Linked DNA regions of Mus musculus: regions 1 and 3 are each linked to region 2. Evidence: chromatin contacts called from public Hi-C and promoter capture Hi-C data. All regions are on one chromosome and are shown on one strand. Each heading gives the region's core, a stretch centred on a gene start, on an enhancer-like site or on the middle of the called end of the contact. The rest is flanking DNA. Distances are from core to core; before and after follow the strand shown.

What was found. Promoter capture Hi-C pulls out the DNA fragments that hold promoters and counts their contacts. A called contact is a pair of places that touch in the nucleus more often than the background predicts.
Region 1: a Hi-C map of bone marrow-derived macrophages shows a contact between it and region 2, with 35 read pairs. The contact joins two enhancer-like sites. A contact is called at or near these places in 9 of 484 Hi-C or Micro-C datasets (3T3-L1-derived adipocytes, the AML12 cell line, bone marrow-derived macrophages and 5 more), 4 of 115 datasets of contacts at active chromatin or transcription factors (bone marrow-derived dendritic cells, heart atrium, intestinal villus epithelium and 1 more) and 1 of 9 other capture datasets (bone marrow-derived macrophages).
Region 3: a contact with region 2 is called in a promoter capture Hi-C map of liver, with 4 times the contacts expected there. The contact joins the promoter of Gnat3 here to the enhancer-like site in region 2. A contact is called at or near these places in 6 of 39 promoter capture datasets (the C10 cell line, hematopoietic stem and progenitor cells, liver and 2 more), 1 of 15 datasets of contacts at CTCF or cohesin (the G1E-ER4 cell line), 2 of 484 Hi-C or Micro-C datasets (the G1E-ER4 cell line and bone marrow-derived macrophages), 1 of 115 datasets of contacts at active chromatin or transcription factors (bone marrow-derived dendritic cells) and 3 of 9 other capture datasets (adipose tissue, liver and macrophages).

The regions. Positions count from the first base shown.
Region 1 is chr5:17,998,703-18,001,878 of GRCm38.p6, forward strand. It overlaps Gnat3 (guanine nucleotide binding protein, alpha transducing 3), which reads left to right. Exons shown (of 8, transcript NM_001081143.1): 4 at 952-1,109. Among named protein-coding and RNA genes, the nearest start is that of Gnat3, 38 kb to the left of the region's middle. Within about 2 kb of position 1,874, at least 38 of the 459 cell types and tissues checked have an H3K27ac peak or open chromatin away from gene starts, as enhancers often do. A contact at or near this core is called in bone marrow-derived macrophages and liver, where this site is marked.
Region 2 is chr5:17,813,347-17,816,610 of GRCm38.p6, forward strand. It overlaps Cd36 (CD36 molecule), which reads right to left. Exons shown (of 15, transcript NM_007643.4): 5 at 1,327-1,474; 6 at 767-946. Among named protein-coding and RNA genes, the nearest start is that of Cd36, 21 kb to the right of the region's middle. Within about 2 kb of position 1,620, at least 3 of the 459 cell types and tissues checked have an H3K27ac peak or open chromatin away from gene starts, as enhancers often do. A contact at or near this core is called in bone marrow-derived macrophages and liver, where this site is marked.
Region 3 is chr5:17,960,609-17,963,880 of GRCm38.p6, forward strand. Gnat3 (guanine nucleotide binding protein, alpha transducing 3) reads left to right here and starts at 1,962. Exons shown (of 8, transcript NM_001081143.1): 1 at 1,962-2,188. The coding sequence starts at 2,071.

The DNA of each region.
Region 1 (3,176 bases), core at 624-3,123, 190 kb after region 2:
CTCCTCTTCTGCTGCCTGTTGGATTGGTTGCCTTGTCAAGGGGAGCTCTGAGAGTACTTCGCTGTACAGGTGTAAATGCACACACTGTAGCATTTGCTGGTTATTGTAAGGAGGATGAGACAGAAATTATGTGTCCCACATTGTAACTTGTTATAATGATATTCACTAGCATGGTATTATGCAGGCAGAGCCTGAGCTTTGGATATTGACACTGGGGATCTGAGCCCAGACTTCTCTGTTTTCCTAACCAATTACCATGATCTATTTAACTACTCTATGACTCAAATTCTTAATCTTAATTACTTGTCAAAAGTGTTTTGGTTACTAGTATAAATTGTGGCCAGCCATAGATTGTTTATATTGAATTTATTTGTTTTCTAAGCTTCGATCCATCCTCATCACTTTCCACATCTTACTATGTACTGACATAATACTTACTCTGTTTTTTGATTCTTAGCCAATTCTTATGTCTGTCCTATGGCACATTAATGCAAAGGCACTCAGTTCACACCATTTAACGTACAGCGTCAGTACCTCTGTGTGTCTATACGTGTGTGTAATCACTTGCCCAAGTAATTAAAAGAAATACCTCATGCCAAGTAACATTTTATTACAATCTAATTTTTCTTTCACACCAGCATTTTAAACCAGGCCATAACAGACTAGCACTGTTATTCTTTGTGACAACATATTCAGAAATCAATGAAATATACCAAAGCATTCAAATTCTTCATATAGTATTTTGCAATTTTCCAAAGGTCAGCATTTCTAGATATCAGTCAACTACTATAATGAATTTTAGTTTAATTATTCTTCATAGATTTTGAAAAACTCTTCAGTGAAATGATTGACAAAATGAAAGGAACAAAAACCTTTTAGCGTGCTCTATTTAAAACAGTGCCTGTGCCTAAATAGCATACTTTTGTTCTTCCCACCAAAATATTATTCCAGGAGGACCAAGAACAACTTCACTCAATGGCAAATACACTAGAAGATGGTGATATGACTCCACAGCTGGCTGAAATCATTAAACGACTGTGGGGGGATCCAGGAATCCAAGCCTGCTTTGAAAGGGCATCTGAATACCAGCTCAATGACTCTGCAGCTTAGTAAGTCATTTTCTTGGACAAGAATTGCAGATGACACATAGGTTGTAACTTGGCACATTGTGCATGTAAGCACAAATAATGGGAAATGGTTTAGCATTTTATTATAAAAAAAAAAACCTGAGAGCCAGCAGAAAAGACATGAAACAACATACCTGAGAAGAAATATATACTACACATATCTTCTCTTAGTTAAAAAAAAAAATTACCATGATGTTCAATGCTTACTTAGCATGAACACAGACAGATGGCATGCGTGTTGATATTTGGAACTGTATGCATCTGAATCATATATTTCAGTGTTACTGAAATAACCCCTAGAATAAGTTTACTAGTGATATATGTGATAGACCACTAGGTTATTGAGCAAGACACAAAACTCTGGAAGAAAAGTCGATTGGCTTCAGATTTTAGCATATTGTGAAATCTCGTTAGAGTCAGCATAGCAAATATTGGCAAGTAAGTATTTAATGTTAATAAGGAACTTAGGAGAGCATTGCACTGTTTACAATAGAATTGTTGCCACGACTTCAAACTTCCTTGTTTCGAGTGCTTCTTGAATTATTTTCTGTATGAATCAACAAGAACATGTGATTTTGTTTGGCTACAAAAAGTTTGTGCAATTACTCGTTTTCTATTTCTTCCCATGCCTACAAACATAGAAAACATACAACATTGTCCTTGAATGAATCCCGTGACAAACCATGCAAGCCCTGAGGTTTAATTAAACAAGCAACAAAAAGTAATGTGGCTGGGAAGCAAAGCTCTCTTTAAACAGAAAGATGGGTCATGCATGACAATGACAATGCAGATTTGTAATCACTGAGTACCTTTGACCCATAAGTCTGTTTCTTAGGAAAAAACGACAGTGATGGATGGAGAGAGTCTGGAAAAAAAAAACATAAAAAGAAGTCCATGTGTAGTGAGCACATTTCTGTGATGGTGATGAGTGTTCATTTATTGTTAATTTCCACTGGGACCATTTCCTTTAGACAAAAGTATGGATTCCACTTGATGAGAGCAGGGTGTCACTCTATGACTACATAAACTTGGGAACATTTTCTCCAAGGTTCCAGTCTCTACCTCACTGTGATTATCAAAGTGATTTCTGTGGTACTGTAAAACCTTGCTTACCTGTCTGTGCTAATCATTGAGTAAATTAGATGCAAGCTTATACATTACATACAAAATGTTGCTTAGTTACCTCTGGGAAAGGTGAACCGAAAGACAGACATGTAAGTGTGTTCCAGTCAAGATTAATAAATTTCATTTTGAATAAATATTGCCTAGATACCTTCAATTACATTGTTAGTATGCTTGCCTCCTTGTTTGTCCTTTATATTTATAGTAAAAAATTTAACTAATTATAACTCAGATAACTAACCTGAGGCAATAAAATGACACTGTATTTCATATTTTAGATGATTTATTTGTTTAAATGCTTAGAATTTTTGACTAATAGTTTGAGTTGAGAATATTACCATACTGTTAAATATATCAAACATCTATTTCCATTGATTTTCTGAGTTCTGCCCATACTGTAAATAGTTTTTGAACACTCAGTTGATTTGCACAGCAGTATAATTTTATGAAAATTTATTTTCTCTCTATGTACTAGAAATATTTTCTACATAAACTGAATACTTGAGATATTAACTTTGGCAGCTTCAAAGTGTTACTATAGGCATATTAAATAAAAGCCTGCTAAAATGTTGCTAAATTTACATTATTTTCTTCCAAACGTTAAGAACATATTATTTTTTCAATTTTTGAATTAAATTACATACTTCAATTTCCATATCAGAGTGATCCTGCACTGCCTATTTATTTTGTTTATACTATATAAAACATTTTTTTCCAACTTTTTAGTGAAAGGAAGATTTTTTTTTTTTTTTTTTGCACATCTAGACATTCTGCAGATGGACGCTGCCAGAAGAGTAGAGCAGAATTCCCAGTTCCCGGGTTTGGCTGAAGATGCCACAAGCTCTAGGAAAAGCTCGGAGGAAAGGCCTCAGCTACCTAAGTTTCATGGTTTACTAATTAGGGCCACCTAGTGTGCTGTTTAAATTC
Region 2 (3,264 bases), core at 370-2,869:
TGGCTATAGGTACCTTCCCAGCATTGCATGAATTAACCAGCTGCAATGGTTTGGTTAAATAAAATTGACTCTAACTCCTTCCAGCTTTTCTGTTAATATTTAACTAATATACCACTGGATAATCTGATGCATTAGCAACGAGGAATTGGAAAATGTAAGCAGTATTGCGACCCAGTGTCAGACTATATAGTGAGACTTGGTTAAACTGTCTCACTCTCATCCCATTAGGAATCCAAACCTTAAAAGCTGAAACGCCCTACAGCAAGGAGTCTACATCCTCTTTATCCCCAAACTGCCATTCTGTGAAGCTGTCTGGCAGTCCTCGCTAAGTGCAGCTTGCTCAATACCTCAAGGGAACATTCACAGTAACCTTTTAATTGAAATTTTACTAAAATTATAGCTCTAGAAAATGAGAAAAGCTATGATCAACATGTTTGATTTTGAATACAAAGACATACTAACCTTGATTCTTTAGAAAAAAATAAAATTAAATCCAATTTATAAATATTTACATATTTACAAATGAATTTTCAATTTTCTATAAGAATAAAATTTGATTAATTTTTAAATTAAAATTAATTTAGTCAAATATATTAAGTAATTTTTCACTATAAAAATTGACAGCATGTAAAATTTAGACTTTAAAAATAATGAATTATATGTTCTCAGATTAACTAGTAAGGAAATATGCAAAACAATAAATGTTTCTATTAACACTTGATTTATATACTTAAAAATATAGCAATCATTTATATTTGGTACTTACAGGATAAAACACACCAACTGTGGTACTTATAGGATATGGAACCAAACTGAGGAATGGATCTTTGTAACCCCACAAGAGTTCTTTCAAAGATCTTGTTTGGAACATAGAAGACTTGGACTTTTTTATAAGAGAGTTGAGCACAACTTGAACAAATGAATTTTGGTAGATATGTGGTGCAGCCTACAATAAAAAAATAATCAGTATCTGAGAAGTAAGTCCATTATATTTCTTAAATAAATTGATTAAATATAACAATCAAGTTCAATTAAAATCAAAATAAACATTCAAAATCTGACAAATCCTGCCTAGTCTAAAATTATAATTTCTGCCATTTTTCTAATCCCTTATAGGATTACTTTTTTAAAGAGCTGGTTTTAAATGAGACTAATCAATCAATTAAGTCAATTGATTAGGCTGATTGGGTCATCTATCCAGATAACAAAATAGCATGAAACATGGTTTTTATGAAGTTGTAAAACAACTAAGGCCAAATGATTAAGGTTCATATGCGATTGTGAGAGGCTCTGAAATGGTCCAAGCAACTGCTACTATGCACTCACTGCTACAGCCAGATTCAGAACTGTGAAGTTGTCATCCTCTGTTCCAACAGACAGTGAAGGCTCAAAGATGGCTCCATTGGGCTGTACAAAAGACACAGTGTGGTCCTCGGGGTCCTGAGTTATATTTTCCTTGGCTAGATAACGAACTCTGAAATAAACAGAAGTCAACAAAATGAGGGGGGGTCAAAATCCTGAGTAACAAATATCTCAATTCCTTCAACAAATACTATTTTGAACTCAGAACAAATCACAATTTACACTAACAGAATTTCATGGTAAATGATTAGCTAGTGAGACATCTCTGGCAAAGGTTGTTAAACCTGGAATAGGAAAGTAGAATAGAATGAGCTGAGTTAGAATAGACATGGGGCTTTGGACTGGGTAAAGTGGAGTGGGTTGAAAACTCATTTTGGTAGCAATTCCATGTGGTGGTCTAAGTAAATGTAAATATACATAAGAAGGACTAAAAGTAGCAAGTTTAAAATACTGAAGATCATGATAATGTGGTTTGAGAACTGTAAGTGCTTGAGTGTTGTTTAATTAAAGAGAGAAAAAGTTGGTGAGAATAAAAGGCACAAAGTGAGATTTCAGACATACAAGGGCAGCATAACCAAACAGCCATCTTTATCCTGAGGTATAGAGGGTCAGAGAGTAGGAATATATTTTTCATATTAGAAAGATCTCTCCAAGTGTGTAGTCTATCCAGCCTACATGTGGTTAAGTACATTCATGAAACCACCATTAAGCAACCAAAAGGCATTTCCAATTTAAAGGGATCCAGACCGAACTCTGTTCCTTCATTTTACACATAGAGTTCTTAGTTCCTTTTTTTTTTCCGTTTTTTTCCGAGACAGGGTTTCTCTGTGTAGCCCTGGCTGTCCTGGAACTCACTCTGCATACCAGGCTGGCCTCAAACTCAGAAACCCGCCTGCCTCTGCCTCCCAAGTGCTGCGATCAAAGGCGTGCGCCACCACAGCCCGGCTGAGTTCTTAAGTTCTTAATCTCTTGCCTTTAACACTTGTAATAGTTTTCATCACTGTGTTAAATGATGATTGCATTGTAGAAAAAGATTTTGTCGGTACAAAGCAGACATTAAAATGAAATAGGGTAGATCTCACTCAGCACATTAATCTATTGCTGGATATCAATTATAAGAGCTGAGTTACAACTACACTATTGAAAAACCATGAGCCTACAAGTTTGATAGGCAACTTTGCATTCTTATCAGATACAGATTATGGGTCCCCATAAACATAATGAGTTTGGGGTAAGTTCGGTATTTTCTTACTTTTTGGTATGTTTTAAGTCAGGCTTAAACTAAGCAGTTCAAATAAGTACAAAGGTGGGCCAGGACACCTGGCTCTCAGTGCTTCATGAAATAACCATATTATTTAAAAACATGCTCATGGTCTAAAGGACAGGAACAGTATTTTAATAGATGCTGTGCAAAGCTTTATCATTTATACTCTGTTGAGTAAGATGCTCAAGCAACCTAACAAATCTGAAACAACCCAAGGCACCAAATTTCTAGTAATGCCTGCACACAAAATATCTATTTTAAAATTAAAATACCTACTAATACTGATTCAAGTAAGGCTACAGAAATTTCAGAGATTTCAATGCAGGTATGACTAAGTGAAACTAAAGCTAAATCAGATTCATTTTTTTCCCTAAATGGCACTTACAACATCAAACCAGTAGATGGCGCTCAGGAAGAGAAAAAATCAGTAAAACATGTCTTAGGAAAGCTCTTATGAAAGAGGAAAATCACTCAGATTTTAAAATTAAAAAAGAAAAATGGATGTCTTCGGATGTATTGGTTAACAAGATCAAGGGCAACACCTTTTTTCACATGGTTACATGATGCCTTTATTACCATTCTTGGCAAAGAACATAAAATTTAAAATGTAAGATATCTAGAAGGAACTCCATAAACTC
Region 3 (3,272 bases), core at 712-3,211, 150 kb after region 2:
AACTCTGTGAATTAAAGTAGTCAACCTTATCTCACTCAGCCTCAAGCTCGGTTTCTTTCTTGAAATGAGAGACGCCAAAGGAAAGATACCATCACACATTTTGAATGATGTAATGCCTGAAAGGTCATGTTCAATGATTATTCTGAGTAACCACACATGCTGTGTGTGTGTGTGTGTGTGTGTGTGTGTGTTTAGTAATATATCCCATTCTAAATGGCCAGTATATACAGTTCTAACAAGATGGGTTTGGGGATTGTTTCATTTTTCTTGCTTCCAAGAACCAACAAAATTTGTGATTATGACATCTCAAAGACCTAGTTGGCTTTCATTAATAATCTGCTGAGGAAGACTTGGAAAACAAAAACACCAAAACTATCAAAACCACGTATATCCCTGTACAAAAGCAAGGGGTGTATTTATAGGGGGCAAATGACATACTATTTCCTGTCAATCCTTTGCTGGAATGGAACATGCAGGAATGTACATGTACATGTGTGCAATTCAGCCTATGACACATGTCAAAGATGATTTAGTGTACTAAGTCTTTCATTCTGAGGTGGAAGCCTGTCTCCTGGGCTGATCATAAGTAATGTAGCAAGACAGATCTCCTTCCTTTGGGACTAGCTCTTTGCATAGTAAAAGCAATGGCAAATGAGTGGCACAAAGCTTTGCATATGTACCTCTCTGAGTCTTTACTCAGGATGCTTTGACTATGTTTAGTCTTTATCTTCAGCTCAACATATTTAATGTGCAAAAGTAAACAAAGCAGGAATGAGTACTTAGTCTGGTGGCCCATTTCCTTGTTGTATGAATATTCAAAATTCCACCTGCTCAAACTTCACACATGATCTCTGCAAAACAGCAGTGACAGCTTGATTAGATAGTTTTATTCAAGTATTTTATAATTAAATGTACTAAGACACACTACAGTGTAAGACACACTTGCTGTTACAGGCAGATAGCTGTGTTTATAAGAAGAATATTGTTTGACAGTCTACTAAATACCTTTTGCTTCAGATAAACAAACAAAAAAATGTGTAAAAATCTTCTCTTCCCTTGAGGCAGCCAATTTTCAAAAATTTTTAGGATGTTAGTAGGGTAGGTAAAAAATTATGGAACATAGTTGGGTATATTTAGTATTTTGATTATCATCTGATTATCTTTGATATTTTTATATGCTTCCAAAACATTGGTCCTTATTCCGTAAGTATCAACTCAGACTGTGTACCCCCAACACAACAGCTGTTGCTTAATGGCCCTAAAATGTTAAGTGCTGTCCACATTGAACACAGATCAGTGTCCATACAAAGTAGGCCTTCAATTACCAGTGATGGATTGACTTTCACACAGGCAGTAAAAGCTCAATTCATAGTGATTAATCCTATGAGAATAAAAATCCATGTTAAGATACTGGACCTAGAATTTTACATTTATAGCTAAAAAAAAAATGTATAAATATGTAAATCATGTCCTTTGTTGCTATTATTTAAATGTTTTCTAATTTATTGATATATTAAGAGATTCTCAATATTTGTACCAACCTTAGAATAGGCAAAATGGAATTTGAATAGCATCATGCATAATCTTTTTGAGGCTAAGGGGTAATTATGAAGAATCTGAAAAACAAAGTATTTAAAGTTAAAAATGCAAGTGTTTTTGATTAATAGTAAATACAATACCAATAATAAATATTTTCTGTTGGTAAGAAACATTTCACTTGAATTGCCCATCACAGATTTTCTTTAATTTCAAGATTTTGAATGCTTTCCATGTGTTTTGTGCTAAACTCTCAGGCAGGTAAGCATGATTTTGAAGGCGGGCCAGATGTGACCACTTAATTTAAAAGCATAATGAGTTTCCTCTTAAGCTTCCATTGGAGTTGCATGGTTTTTCCTCTTGATCAGGTGACAGATGGACTAGATCCCCTTAGTCAAAGCAGAATTGAGAGCGCAGGGGTAGCTGCTGCCTGTTGTAGCGAGCACCGCTCATATGTCCTATATCTAAACTACAGCTGTGCTCCGTGTTTGAAAAGTTTGAGCAAATCAACTGCCCAGCCACTAACATCAAAAGATGGGAAGTGGAATTAGTTCAGAGAGCAAGGAATCAGCCAGAAGGTCCAAAGAACTGGAGAAGAAGCTTCAGGAGGATGCTGAGCGGGATGCAAGAACTGTGAAGTTACTGCTACTAGGTAATGTGCTTCTCTTTTGCTTTCAGCATCTGATTTTTTCCCCCTTATTTATGACAGACACAGTTGCTTTTCTCAAATTTTAAATTTTTCACTTCCTGGAGGATTAATATAAGGATATGTTTGGAATCCTAAGGGTACTGATTTCACATGAACCCTATATGTATTTCATAATTTATTTTATGCTTCACATTTTTTACATTGTTTAAGAGATAAATATTAGATGCCTCGGTTTATGTCTTTCACAGACTACAGAGTATCATCCCTCAAAGAAGACTCATGCATATTTGTTATTTTGTTGCATTCTATTGTTTACCAAATAACAAGTAAAATACTTAATGACAAGTCATTTTTCAGAAACTGCTTGACACACAGTGGTCACTGGCATAAAACAATAGAATTTGTAACTGCTTGTTGGAGGAACAAGCTGGCAGAGTTGGGCATACTAATTGTTTCTAACTCAGCAACATGAGAGATTTAAGGGAAATTTCACTGTGGACTTCTAGAGAAAGCAGAAAATGTATGATTTAGGGTATTAAAACCCATGATATTTTTAGCACAAAGATATGGTAACATGTATTAGATAAATATATTGTGTACTACAGGAGATGACCCAGTAAGATGCATTGGGTGGATTCAGTCTTCCTTTTCTTGTTTGTTTTTCAGTTTCTTCACAGTCAGGCTATAGGCCAACTAATCAGCCAGTTAGCTTTGGTGTTGAAAGATTAACCTTGTGTTAAAATATTATGTAAATGATTCTCAAAATAAAAAAAAAATTTTAAAAAACCCTCTTAATCAATATAAAAACAAATCCAAGCAAGAACTCTAACTTATTGGCAGCTGTGTATTTACCCTGATATAAGTTATATGCAAAGTAATTCATTATTTCAGGATTGTGGATTTATCATTTTCTAAGTGTTCTTTTGCTTTACTCCCACTACTGTTTCAGCAGCTGCCTGTGGGCTCTGTCTCTTGTTTCTCCATGAAAGGGAGTCTCTCTTTCCTTGCTCTAGTTCTTTGACAAGCCATTCTCATTGTCCTACAAACGTCCACTGCAACACCTGCTATTTGTTTCTTGCCTGTGGAT